Regions from separate parts of the Mus musculus genome. Here region 2 is linked to region 1. The links are chromatin contacts, called in public Hi-C maps. All regions are on one chromosome and are shown on one strand. Each heading gives the region's core, a stretch centred on a gene start, on an enhancer-like site or on the middle of the called end of the contact. The rest is flanking DNA. Distances are from core to core; before and after follow the strand shown. Region 1 has its middle 150 kb from the start of Gm31892. Region 2 holds the start of A330008L17Rik (RIKEN cDNA A330008L17 gene).

Evidence for each region. A called contact is a pair of places that touch in the nucleus more often than the background predicts.
Region 2: a contact with region 1 is called in a Hi-C map of cerebral cortex, with 8 times the contacts expected there. The contact joins the promoter of A330008L17Rik here to the enhancer-like site in region 1. A contact is called at or near these places in 5 of 39 promoter capture datasets (cranial neural crest, frontonasal cranial neural crest, hippocampal neurons and 2 more) and 9 of 484 Hi-C or Micro-C datasets (cerebellum, cerebral cortex, cortical neurons and 2 more).

Annotation. Positions count from the first base shown.
Region 1 is chr8:96,150,353-96,157,225 of GRCm38.p6, forward strand. No RefSeq gene overlaps it. Among named protein-coding and RNA genes, the nearest start is that of Gm31892, 150 kb to the left of the region's middle. Within about 2 kb of position 1,994, at least 18 of the 459 cell types and tissues checked have an H3K27ac peak or open chromatin away from gene starts, as enhancers often do. A contact at or near this core is called in cerebral cortex and hippocampal neurons, where this site is marked.
Region 2 is chr8:99,412,570-99,418,996 of GRCm38.p6, forward strand. It overlaps A330008L17Rik (RIKEN cDNA A330008L17 gene), which reads left to right and starts at 4,105. Exons shown (of 5, transcript NR_132435.1): 1 at 4,105-4,208. Cdh8 (cadherin 8) reads right to left here and starts at 3,902. Exons shown (of 12, transcript NM_007667.3): 1 at 3,513-3,902.

The DNA of each region.
Region 1 (6,873 bases), core at 744-3,243:
AGCTGTCTCCTGAGAGGCTCTGCCCATGCCTGACAAATACAGAGGGAGATGCTCATAGTCAACCAATGGACTGAACAAAGGGTCCCCAATGGAAGAGCTAGAGAAAGGACCCAAGGAGCTGAAGGGGTTTGCAGCCCCAAAGGAGGAACAATATGAACTAACCAGTACCCCCAGAGTTTCCAGGGACTATACCACCAACCAAAGAGTACACATGGAGGGACCTATGGCTCCAGTTGGATATGTAGCAGAGGATAGCATTGTTGGACATCAATGGGAGGAGAGGCCCTTGGTCCTGAGAAGGCTCCATGTCCAGTGTTGGGGAATGCCAGGACAGGGAATCGGGAATGGGTGGGTTGGTGAGCAGGGATGGGGGGGCGGGATGAGATAGGGGGTTTCGGAAGGGAAACCAGGAAAGGAGATAACGTTTGAAATTTAAATAAGGAAAACATCTAATAATAAAAAAAAGAAATAAAAAGAGAGACAGGAAACAAATCAATCCTTTGGTGGCCCGTGTTTACTGCTTTGAGAGAGCATGCTGGACACTGTATGGGAGAAGAAAGCCGACGGGCAGCCAAGGCCCTGTGTTGAGTTGAGAAGACTGAGGTGCTGAAGATGTGCGGGTTCTCTACAGAGAATCTCAGAGTGGAGAGTACTTACCAGTGACGCTCATCAGCGTGTGGGAGATCGCACAAGTCCACTCAGACCGTGTGTGGGCGGCACTCAGGTATTGTGTAGGGGAAAGCACACGTTTTTTACTCTGATCACGAGTTTCTGAGGGAGGCCACTTGAAGACTCGTGTTGTCATCTTTTCCTGACCACTCTGAGGCAGACTCATTAGGGAGACGAAGCAGGTCGCTAGAGATAAGAAGGCGGCCGACGCTGGTATCAAATGTTGGCGAGCAAGCAAATCCGATAAGGACTCCAGCTTGGCAGGCTGCTGGCAGGAAACAGATTGCCACCTCAAATGGGGGTGGTTTGAGGTGAGGAGTCTTACTGAATAAAGAGACTTAGCCAAAGTGTAGGCAGGCCGAGGGGACTCCACGACACGGTGCTTTTTAAAAGCCTCGGATAGAGGAGGGTGGCGATGAGGCTGGCTACCAGTGGCAAGAGTTGGAAGAGGAGCAGTTACAGAACGCAGCACGAGGAAGCTTTGTGGAGACCAGCTGAGGGACTCTATTTTTAAAATCTAAATTTTCAATCGGCACAGTAACTGTACATGCATTTGAGGTATAGTGTGATATTTCAATGCATGCTTATGATGCATAAGGATCATATCAGGGAAACTGACAAATCCTTACCTCAAACACCTGTTATTTAAAAATCTTAGCTAGTAATTATTAACTAGAGTTACCCTGCTGTGTTGCCACACATTAGTAGCTTCTCCAACCCCGTACCTGTTAACCATCCCTCTCCACCTCGCCCTGCCCTTTCCTCCCCAGTCTCTGTAGCCACCATCCTCTGAGATGAACTATCTCCCTTTGCGTATATCAGTATGGCAACTATTTTTCTGCACCTGTTTATTTCACTTAATGTCCTTTAGACTCATCCAGGGCATAGACAGAAAAATGACAGGATTTCGTTCTATATTTTTTCCTCAATGAAAAGCTCTCTCTTTGCATGAAAGGACTCTGCTCTGCTTTGACTAACCCCAGTTGGAAACAAGGTAGTAAGCTGATATGATTCGTTTAGATTGGGATCTACAAACGGGGCATCTTGGAGGAGACTCGGGAGTGGGTCGGAAGAGGGTGAGCACAGAGACTGCCAAACCCAATTGGCTGCTGGAGATTACCACGAAAGATCACCGGACAGCTTCCGAGGCAGCAGTGACTTTGAGGGTGGGTTGCAGAAAGTGAAACAAGGCTAGGTGGGGGCTACCGTGAAACAGAGAGTCTGGAGGAGTGTCTGGGAGTACATTTTGGGTGGTATGTATGAGTCAAGCTGGCAGCTGCCCTTCACGGTTCCATGGTGAGCTATAGAAAACCACAGGCTCAGAATAGTTTCCTGATTTCCTAAGAGCGCTATGTAATTTTCCAGAGTGCTGGGGATGACAAAGATAGATCCAAGTAACAGGCACAAATGAGGACCAGCGTGTAAGAGAATGTGGGTTCTCCTCTATAGTCCGTGAAACGCATAGACAATTTCTACACTGGGAATTGTGACTGTTCGCCCATGTGTCTATGTTTCCCGTGTGAAAGCAGGAATTGGTGTTTACCCAGCTTCCTATCCCTACAATAAGTACCAGGGAGAGTAAGTTACAAAGATAGCAAGCTTGTTTTGAGTCACTCATTTGGAGGTTTCAGGCTATGATGGGTAGGTAGGCTCCTCATTTTGGGGCAGGCAGCACTTCATGGTGGGAGCAAACATTGGGGAAACTGCCAAAAATGAGAGACAGTGAGGAACTGATTTTATTTCCATCTCGATGTTACTTTTTTTGTGTCTGAGACAGTGCTACCTTGTAGCAAGCTTGCAGTGATCCTTCTGCCTGTCTCACGTGTGCTGGATTACAAACGGGCGGGTATTCTGTCTCCAATTTGATATTAAAACATTCTGTTGAATTTATGATTATGCTAAATATATTTCTCTTGTTTAAGAAATATTCTTAGCCTTATTTATTTTCATTTCATTTTTGCATCGCATGGATGTTTGGCTCCCTTGTATGTCAGTGCACCGCATGCATGCAGTACTTATAATGGCCAGAAGAGGGCACCAGATACCGTGATATTGGCGTTACAGCCCGGTGTGAGCCTCCAAGCAGGTGTTGAGTATCAAACCAGGGCCATCTGGAGGAGCTGCAAAGCTCCTAGCTCTTGGGCCGTTTCTCCAGCTCCATTCAGTACTATTTTCCAACCCTTTGATTTTTTTGACAGTGTCTATCTCTCTGTGACATTATATTACTTGAAATAAATTTTTGTTTACTAACAAAACACAAATATGAAGTCCCATACTAGTAAATTAATCTGGATGACAAATCAGTAAACCTAGAAATTCAAGGTTCTCAGAAGAAGGTGAAATTAGAATCTCAAAGATGTGGCCTGGCAAGTCCAGGGTGGGTTTTGCAACTCCCCTCTCTACAGACAGAAGCACATAGAGAAGAAATTAATCCATTTAAAATAAAAGAGGGCTGGAGAGTTGACTCAGCACTTAAGAACATTGTTGCTTTTGACCTGGGTTCTGTTCCCAGCACCTATATCAGCTAGCATCTTACAAACTGTTTGTAATTCCAGTGGATTTGACACCCCTTTTGGCCTTCTTGGGCACCTGTATGCATATGGTACAAACCCCCAAAACCCAACAACACCTCAGAGTTATTAAATCAAATTGAGCTTAGTATTTCTTGATTTTCCTGGCTTGTGTTAACTGTCTGTGATGCTTAATATTGATTGTCAATATTAACCTATTAACAGGCTCTGGACTTGACTATGATACAAAGTCTCTGATCACACTTGTGAGAGATTATCTAGATGAGGATAGCCTTGGTACTGCTGCAGAGGAAGCATCTAGATTAAGCTCATTGTGGTAGGAAGACAAATCCTAAAGGTGGGCGGCGCCATTCCTTGGGCTTGGGTCCTGACTGCAGAGTCAATGCCTCCAGCCCCTGTGCTAGGATTTCACTGCTAGGGTGGGCTGTGCCCTTGGGCTGTGAGCCCAAGATAGCCCCTTTCTCCCTTAACTTGTTTTTGTCAGGGCATTTATTACATCGATAGGATAAGTAACGAATGCACTCTTTTTCCAAATCATTTAAATGACTAAAATCGGGTTAGTAGGCATAGCTGTGAATCAAAAGCAGCTTTTCCTGCTTCTGGAGTATGCGTGCTTCATAAAATATGGCCTCTCCCATGCCAAGACTCAGCAACAGTTCAGTTCTTTAGGAGCAGCTCTAGTGTCATGCTTACAGTAGATTGACTAAAGTATCCGTTTTTGCATAACTCCTGGAAGAGCTGAAGTGGTATGATTCTTGATTTTGCAGATATTAATCACAGCGATCCTTCATGTTGTAAGGGGTCTAGGAAGACTTTGTAATCCTAACCAGCTCATTTAATGCTTTGCTTTTTATTAAAACATTCATACTTATGTTTTTGGCTACTCAAATTATTTTATTTTGAATATGTTACTTTTGGGTGTGTGGGAGATGCTGTTTAAGTAAAGGCTGCCTCCCATAATATTCTGAGGGCTAGACATTCAATCTTATGTATTTAAAATTAAATCTTCAAACCCAACACAATGGTTACTTTCTCATATACTTTATCGAAAGTGATAATAGTGGATGGATTTTTTTCCCCACGAGCTGTGCTTATTTCCTACAAAATATCAGGCTTCCATTTCATTAAATTTAGCATTTTTTTTAAAAAAGAAATAATATGATGGTATTGAAAGAAAGGAAATAAAATTCTTAGAAAGATCTCACAAAAGTATTAATAGATGAGATTTGAATAAGGCTGATCAAATGCTGGGGTGGATGCTTTTTTTGTGATTGCCTACATTGTCTGGAAACTGTTCAGGAGAACAAAGGGTTTTATGGATGAAAGACTGGTATGAAGAAACATGAATGTCAACTCAGGCTCTGAGAGACAGTCTGCTAATGAAATATTCTAAAAGTCATTTTCAAGGTGGTTGAAAGTTCTCACTGATGTGCACCAATGCTTTTGATAATTTTTTTTTATATATCAAATAATTACGGAAGTGTTGGCTCTGGGGACAGAGAAAATAACATTGCACCCAAATATTGTGGAAGGCTGATGCCTTGCACTTCCTCTCTGTGATGGAAATGAGCAGGCGTCTGATAACAACACGCTGGTAGTAAGTTTCTTGCATCTTACCTGAGAAAAAAAATAACTTTTCTCTGCTCTCTAGGTTATGATGATTACCTTTGATCTGCGATTTCTTACCTTAATGGTTAGGTTTTTGTGTGAAGTCTAAAACGGAGATTATTATCTTTAAAAGTTGAACTTTCCCTGCAATATTTGCACCCAACCAATGGGCAGAAGCAGCTGAACCCTGTTGTTGAATTAAGGAAGGTTGAAAGACACCAAGGAGAAGGGCAACCCTGTAGGAGGACCAGCAGCCTCAATTAATCTGGACCCCTGAGATCTCTCATACACTGGACCACCAAACAGACAGCATACACAAGCTGATATGAGGCCCCTAACACACATACAGTAGATGACTGCCATGTCTGTGTTCATTCAGAGATGATGCACATAACCCTCAAGAGACTGGAGGCCCCAGGGAGTTTGGAGGTCAGGTGGGGTGGGGGATGGGGACATCCACGTGGAGGTAGGGGAGTGGGGAGGAGGTGTGGCATGTGGAACAGTTGGAGGGTGGATTGGGGTAGGGGGATATAATATGGAGTGTAAAAAAGTAAATTAATTAAAATAAAAAGCAAAAAAGCATTTCCTTCAAATGATGTTTTTTTCCTAATGTTCTGTAAACATAATATGAGGATTACTGTTAAACCATGTTTGCAATAAATACAATTAGCCATATTTAATATAAAGATACTTTGAGAATTTGGAAAAAAAATTTGAACTTTCCCTAAACATCTTTGAGTGAACATTCCTGGAAAATGTAAGAAGTAACACCTTTCTCTCACAGGCCCTCTGCTCTATTAACATACATACTTTCCAGTGACTCATGTCCTCCCTTCAACACTACAAACACGCTAGCATACATGCATGCGCACACGCATGGACCTTGACATGGATTTATAATTGGATGGATCTTTGCACGCAGATGCCCTTGGAATCTCTCTGCATCAAATTTTGTGGCTTCAATTTTAGACATACAAGGGATGATGATGACTGTCTTTTAGGAAAGCCGATGATGTCTCACGCAGAGAAGCCCTAATAAAGAGTAACAAGGGTTCTTAGAATGTGATCTAGCTAATGGAAGCATGGCTCATTAGATTTTGTTCTTATTTATTAATAAACAGTCCATATCACATTGACCATAGGACATTTACCTTCTGCCTGTCACAATCTCAAATGACTGACTAAACTGCAATGGTCAGACTATAATGTCAAACTCTGTCCCTTTGGCCCTGGATATGGCTTGGTATAAAAAAGGCAAATAGTATCTTACAGGTACACTCTGTTGCCACTGTATTTTGTATTTCTATAATGCAGATTTAGTTCCATGCATTACTAATACAAACCCAGGTAAGAAATTTGTGTTTGTATAGCTTTTGGGGATCAATGTGATCTTAGTCTTTTTAACCCTACCATTTAGGTAGAGTTTGAAAAGCATTATCACCAATAGACCTTCTCCCTACTGTTTCATGCTAAAGTTCTCATGCATGTCACTTTCCCTTTGAGGCTTCAACTGATGCTCTTTCAGGCCATCTCTTTGTACACGTTCCTACAGTGTTTCTACGTGTGTGTGTGTGTGTGTGTGTGTGTGTGTGTGTGTGTGTGTGTGTGTGTACACTGTCATTGCACATTACTGGAAACTTACCAGTATCTTTATGTAGCTTACAGTAGCCAGGAAGACCTTAGAGGTCAGGACAAAGTTCTTCCGCATTTTAAAGAACTCTTCAGGAGTGGAAATATTCAGTCTGTCAATACTGTTTTTGTTTTAATTCCTCAAAGGTAAACAAGAATGGACAGCCTAAATCTCTACCATTTGCTCAGAGATGTCACCTAGTTGCTCAGAGATCTTTACATGCTAGAGACAGGTTACTATCATATGACTTTATACCATTCAACACAGATTTATCTACTATACACAGAAAAGAAAAGGAATATCAAGAAATGAATGTCCAAATACATTCTAAAATGATACCTGGAAATTTGTATCTTTAAATAGTGGCAAATCTGGAAAATTCAAGTCCTCCCAGTAACACTTTAGCAGCAATACAAGCTTTAAAAATTCTATTTT
Region 2 (6,427 bases), core at 2,855-5,354, 3.3 Mb after region 1:
TTGTAACAAATTCAATATTATGAAAATACGTGCTAGCAGAACCTCTTGGCACAGTGTTTTTAAAGAATGTCCTCTGATGTTAAACTGTGCCTACAATCAAAAGGCTATGCTGGGTGCACCTAACTACTTGTGTCTCAAGCAGAAAACCTTGCTGATGGGCTCGAAAACTGGCAAGAAGTGTGTACTGAAAGCCAGTTTAACTTACAGAGAGCTTGTGGTTTTACAATAAAATTTTCTTTAATCTGGGATGAAGATCACACCACAATAGACCAATCTTTGACCAAAGGAATACTCACTTTTTTTTTTCTTGGAATAGTTCTTTGACAAGGACTTCTGAATCTGAATAGTAGACACTACCTTTTAATATATCTGTCTTCTTTTTCCTTCTTTGATAAATCATAAAAGAAACCTGGACAACAAAACCCCAAGTTATAGTTCCTTGAATAGAACTATTACACCCTTTTTGTTTGGAGTTCCCTTGATTTCTTTCAACAGTCTCATCCTCTAGGCTAACAAAGATCAACAGAATTTAAACATCTGTCTGGTTTCATGGACTGAGTCTGAGGTGTGAGCACATTCACAGACCAGTCTTTACAAATACTTTCTCTAGGTGGGTGGGGGTGGGGTTCTAGCACTCTGAGCAATCTAAAACTTCTTTGTTCTTTGGGGAGTTTTGGTATAGTTTATGTTCCAACTGTCTCTGTATGTGATGCTCAGTGCTCCACCGAGGAGTTCCAGGAGATGAATGATGTCTTTGCTGCTCTGTTATAAAACACTTTAATCCAGGATACAGGCACCTCCCCTGTAACAGTTGAAACGTATACATCAAGTAAGGTGAGGTAAGAGCTACTCTAAAATGTTCTGCCTTTTAGCCAGATCTAAACTGCATCAGAACATTAATAAATGCATCCTATACACCAGAAGCAAAGTCATGAAGTGCTATGCTACATTTTAGAGTGCAGCGATTTAAACATTTGGAGTCTGGAGGGATTTTAGAGACAATACATGATAATGCAGAATCACTTTTTAAATAACAGTAAGAGTTAGAATTTTTAAAAAATTCTTGGGGTTAAAAGTTTGATAGACAGAATTATACCACAGGTCTTAGTAATTCTTAGCCAATATCTCAGCCAATTTGTGATGGTGAGCACTTGACTTTACTCTCATGCCATAGTCTTTGGAGCAGAATGAAAAGTCTAGGCAGCCTGGAACAATTCTGAATGAAGCCATCCTGGAAGTGGCAGAATGGATCCTCTCTTTTCAGGATTTTTCTCAACTCCTTACCCTCTTCTGAGGCCGGGAATTGGGGGAGGGGAAGAAAAATGAAGAAAGAGAGAAATGTATATATCAAAGATTCAAAGGTCCTGTACGACTCTTGCAGCAGAAAATGACTGTGTCACAAGGAGTTTTCAATCTGCTAAAGCTGACTTAAAGAATGCTGCTATCTCTTTTATTATTTAATGAGGGGGTTAGTCATAGAATTTCAGCCATAGAGGGAAGTGGGTAAACCTATTTGCACAGCGCGATTATGAAGAGCTCTCTTTGATGGGAAAAATGTATGGCTCAGAAAGGAACCTTCAAAGGTGCAAGTCTTCCCAGTAGAAGAAACACACACACACACACACACACACACACACACACACACACACGCACATGCACGAGCACACACACACACATACACACACCCTACACATCCACCCACACTCACACACATTACAGACTAAAGCTCTGCAAAACCGGACACAGGCAGATGAAAGGCTGTATGTAGCCAGGGAGAAATTTCAGTGGTGTTTAGCAGAAACGACAAGGCTCATTTTGCATGCAGTGAAGTACAGCAGCGAGACTGAATGGATGGAAAATCCCACTTTCAAATCTTACATAAATATCTCTTTCGCGCATATAGTTTTCCAGTTGAAATGCTCAAATAATGAAGGTAGAGGTGACAGTCTAGCGAGGGCTTTTAAGCATCCAGATGGCTGTCAAAGTGTTACAAAAGAGGAGAGGAATGTTGAAACGGTCCCAGGCAACCCCAGTTTCTCTATCTGCCTGGCGCTGGTCCCTGATGTGAGAGGATACCGCTCTTGCATACTATCAGAGTTCTTCTCATTCTTTGAAATACAGAGCAAAAAAATAGCTGCTAATCTGGTTAGCAGCTGCGTGGCGCAAAGGGATTGTTGGGACCGTGCCCCCTAAAGAGGAAACTGCTTGCAATCTTCAGAAACCATGGCAAAGTTGAAAAGGCCCCTTCTCCCTCCCAGTTGCTTGGTTATAAGCTCTGCCCTTTAATTGGAGATGAAGTGAGCAGCTGCCAGCCTGATTTTCCATTACAGACTAATGTTGTGCGTTTACGACAATAAACAATTAATGTTGTTTGATTTCTTACGTTTAGCCATCCAAGCTAACAGCTGCCATCTCCGCTCAGGAGGCTAACAGGCTAGTCACTGTCGTGTCTCAAATTGTATGCCTTCAGGCAAGGGGCCACCACCACAAAACTTTGAGAATTTTACAGCATTGGGCAAGGTGAGGTTTTAGTCTTAGGAAGAAGGAAAAAAATCGGAGGAATTGTTGGATACCTGTTGGTATCAGCATCGGAGGCATCACGTTTACCCGGTTTACCAGGCTTGGCTAGAGCCTTAGGAAACCAGGGTAGGTCTCTTATGAACCTGTTACCACGCTGGCGGAACATAGCCAGGAGTCCCTTTCGCCTGCTGTCTGGCAGGGGCGCGGCTGGACCCCCAGGGTTGGCTAAAGCTAAGCACGGAGATCACTGCGAATCTTTATGCACTGTGGGCTCTGGGATAGGGAGAAGTCATTGGGTGCTTGGGAGGGCTGTGGATGCGGGCTCGCTGCTACTGACTGGTCTGTCTGTGGGTCCTAAGCCAGTGCAGAGCAGCATCTTGATGACTACAGAGTGGCTAGGTGGCCCCGGAGCTCCGCAAGTTTGCAGCTGGCACCGCGCCCCCGGGCTGGAACAGACACTTGTGGAAAATCCTGGCGCTGGGGCTTTCGCAGCAGAGCGGTAGCCCTCGGCCCAACCGAGGAGGTCGCCCTCCCACGACTAAGAGGTGGGGACATGCGGAAAACAAGGAACCTGCTCCTCTAGCCTCTCAACGCGCTTTCCTCTCGAGCTCGCTGCCTCCTCTGGGCAGGAGGCGAGTATTTCCCTTTCACCGCACCGACCCCGCAGTGAAGGCGCACCGCTGCAGCAGCGCCTGCCTGCGTCTCCAGGGTGAAACCGACAAGCGACTGCAAAGAAGGAACGGGTGGCGCGGGAACTGGAGGTGGGCAAAATGGGGCTCCGAGAGCAGTTTGCAAAACAGGTTAGGTAGAAGGCAACCCCATCAGCTACAGAAGCAACGAAAGGAGATGCGGCTCGGAGGGTTATCAGTGCTAGCGTTCCTCCATCCCCCAGGTGCGTATGGTGAGTGAGGGCGCGTGGGAATTCCTAAAGGAAGCAATCCCCTCGGCTCTTCCCCGCCCGGAGGCGTACGCGGATAGGGGATAGTACTTACTCAGGTCGGGCTCCGGGATGCGGAAAAGCCTCAAGACTCTGGGTTCATAAATGGCTGGAGGAGCTGAGGGTCAGTTCCCGAGAACAGCTAATGTCCACGAATCCCCGCGCGCAGGGTAATCTCCTCCGGGTCGCGTTCATGCCTCTCAGAGCTGTGGAGCCTGGTGCGGGGATGCGAAGCCGGCGCGCTGGGCTCTGCGTCCACAGCCTAAAAGTACAGCTCCGGTGTTGACGCTCAGGTCTATGCCCAAAGTGACAGTGGCGGAGCTTGGAGGAGGTAGGGAGATTCCAAATCCATCCACTAATTCTGGGCCGAGCGCTCCGGCTTGCGAGCCCGCCTGCCTGCCAAATGTAACTGTGAAGTGATGTGGAAAAGTGAGCCGGGTGCCTCCCCTGACGGATCTCATTGGGCAGAGCTCAGAGGCAGGTCTACCACTTGGAAATTCATGTAAGCAGTCCCCCACCCCGCCCCCTCCCTGCCTTGCCCCTGCGCTCTCCCGCGCTTGGTTTCCACTCCCTTTCCTCCTACCAAGAGTGCGCACAACTTTTCGCTGGTCGCTCACGAGCACGCCCAGCGCGCCTCCGCCGCCGGAGTCACCGGGTGAAGATGAGCCCTTCCAAGCTTTGCGCGCAGCCCGCCGCGCCGCCAAGCTCTTGGATAAAGACTGCTGGCAGATCAGAAAAGGATGCGCAGGAGGTACCCTCCAGCTTTCTCTCTCTAGGTCTCACCTGAGCCCCAAGGCTAACATTATCTTGAAAAGCATCTCAGACGCCCAAAGCTGGTTTCTGTGGAGGGCGAGGATGCGGCAGCGCGTGGACCATTCACCTTTTCCCTCATTCTGAAGACGTCTTGCATAAGGAATTGCATGTTTGCAAGACCACTGCCTGATAAAACTACTGGTTTCATGGGGGTGGGTCGATCAGTCCTAATGCCCTAGGGTTGCTACTCCTTTGGGAGGCGGGGGGGGGGGGGAAGGGACGGAGGGGGGAGATAAGGGACAGTAGAGGCAGTCAAGAGAGATTTGCAGAGAAGTGAATGGGCAGGAAAAGGGTAGAACTTGCTGTGGCCATAAAGAGAGGGTCTGGAAAGCTGTGTCAGAGTGGCTCTGACATGCTGCCCTCCCTCCCCCCTCAGGGGGAGAGTACTGTCCTTGCATCTCCCCTTTTTCTACCAAGTGATGCCCTACCCTTGGATTGCCCAGTCTAATGATAGAATTTCGTAAGCACTCAGTTGTTTTGTTTTTTTTTTAAACAAAACAAATCAAAATCCGCACCCAAGTATAAGCCAATGCATATAGGGGCCACAGACCCATAGACCCAGGTCTCTTTTCTTGTGGCCATCAAGACTAACACGTGGAAATATTCAGCGGCATCGATCTCTGTTTGTCATTTAAACACTGTGAAATACATGACAAATTAAACATCCCTTACCTTTCTTCAAAACTCTCTTCCATGGAAGACAGGGGTTTATCTGTTTTCTGACTCACTAGACTAGACGTGAGCTCTGAAGATGGGTTTTTGACCATCTGGGGACAGAGCTGCAGCAGAAGGGGTGCAGAGGAGCAGACGCACGGGCTGTGGAGCCTGTACTGTCTGACTCGAATTAATGAGACGCAGTGAGCAGAATGGAAAAATAGGCACAATATGCTTATAATACTTATGCAAATTTGGCTTTTTGATGCTGTACCTAACCTCTCACGGTAAAAAGTTGAAGACATTGGCTATCAGGTTATTATCTGTTTGATTCACATTCTCGTTACCCTAAAGAAAGAAACTTGGTAAATTATTTGGGTGGGGGACACTAAAGAAAGAAACTTGGTAAATTATTTGGGTGGGGGACACTAAAGAAAGAAACTTGGTAAATTATTTGGGTGGGGGACAAGGGGTATTTTACCCCTCCAGCAGTTGCTGTTTGTTCTCTATTCAAAGGCTGTGTTCGCTTATGAGGAGGCATTCTGGCTTTGGCTAATTCTGTCTTAGAAAAGAACAGCAGTCAAACTCAATCAAATTATAACTGCCGTTAGACTAGACAGTCCCAAGTGGACAAAGAAATAGATCACACCTTCGGTTGTGCTTAATTTTCAGACATTCATTTTCACTTTGAACAAATGGTCTGAGCCTTTCCTTGGGGTACTTTCTTACATCTAGGAGAAGGAAAAAAAGGTCATATGTTCCTGAAGGCTGCGGATTGTCACAAGTAACAAAGTCATCTCAAAAGAAAAGACTGCCGGAGAGAGGATATCCTCTGATCTAATTTTCCTAAAAAGTAAAACTCAGCTGACAAGCCGAAGGGATTCAGAATCCAATGTCACCAAGTTCAGTTATAAATTTGTTTCAGTCATTGAAGCATGTTTACTCTTGCAATATCAAAGCATGTTATCTTCACTAACTCTTGGACCCCTGAAATTTAAGGTGACCCTATCCACATCCCTAATCTCTATGTGAAGCTCTGCAGTTGGACTTTCCTGACAGTTTCTTAAGGGAGGTCTGGGTGATTAAGAAGTGTGAAAGAGGATTAAGATAATGTTAAAAGCCCTATCAGGATATTTCTAAAATAATCAGGGATGCTGAAAGGCAAAGGCATTTGTCTCTTTCACAATTCCACCCACACTTAATAGAATGCAGTGCAATGTCTTGGTGGTGAGACTGTACTTCCTCAAGAAGGTGTTTTCTTTTCAGCATACTCTCTGGAGTCACACAAGTTCCCCAGGAGGAAGATGGTACTACACCAGCTTTTTCTAATGGTGACCCAAATTGCTTGCCTGGTGGAACTTCATTAGGAAGGATTAGTGAGGAAAGCTTTGATGGGACCAGAGTATAATCGTAGGGCACAATCACATCCACAGACAAAATGGAAACTTATCAGTGGTGGGAAAAGTTGGAGAAGGCCGGATGATCCTATCTGACTCCAGAGAC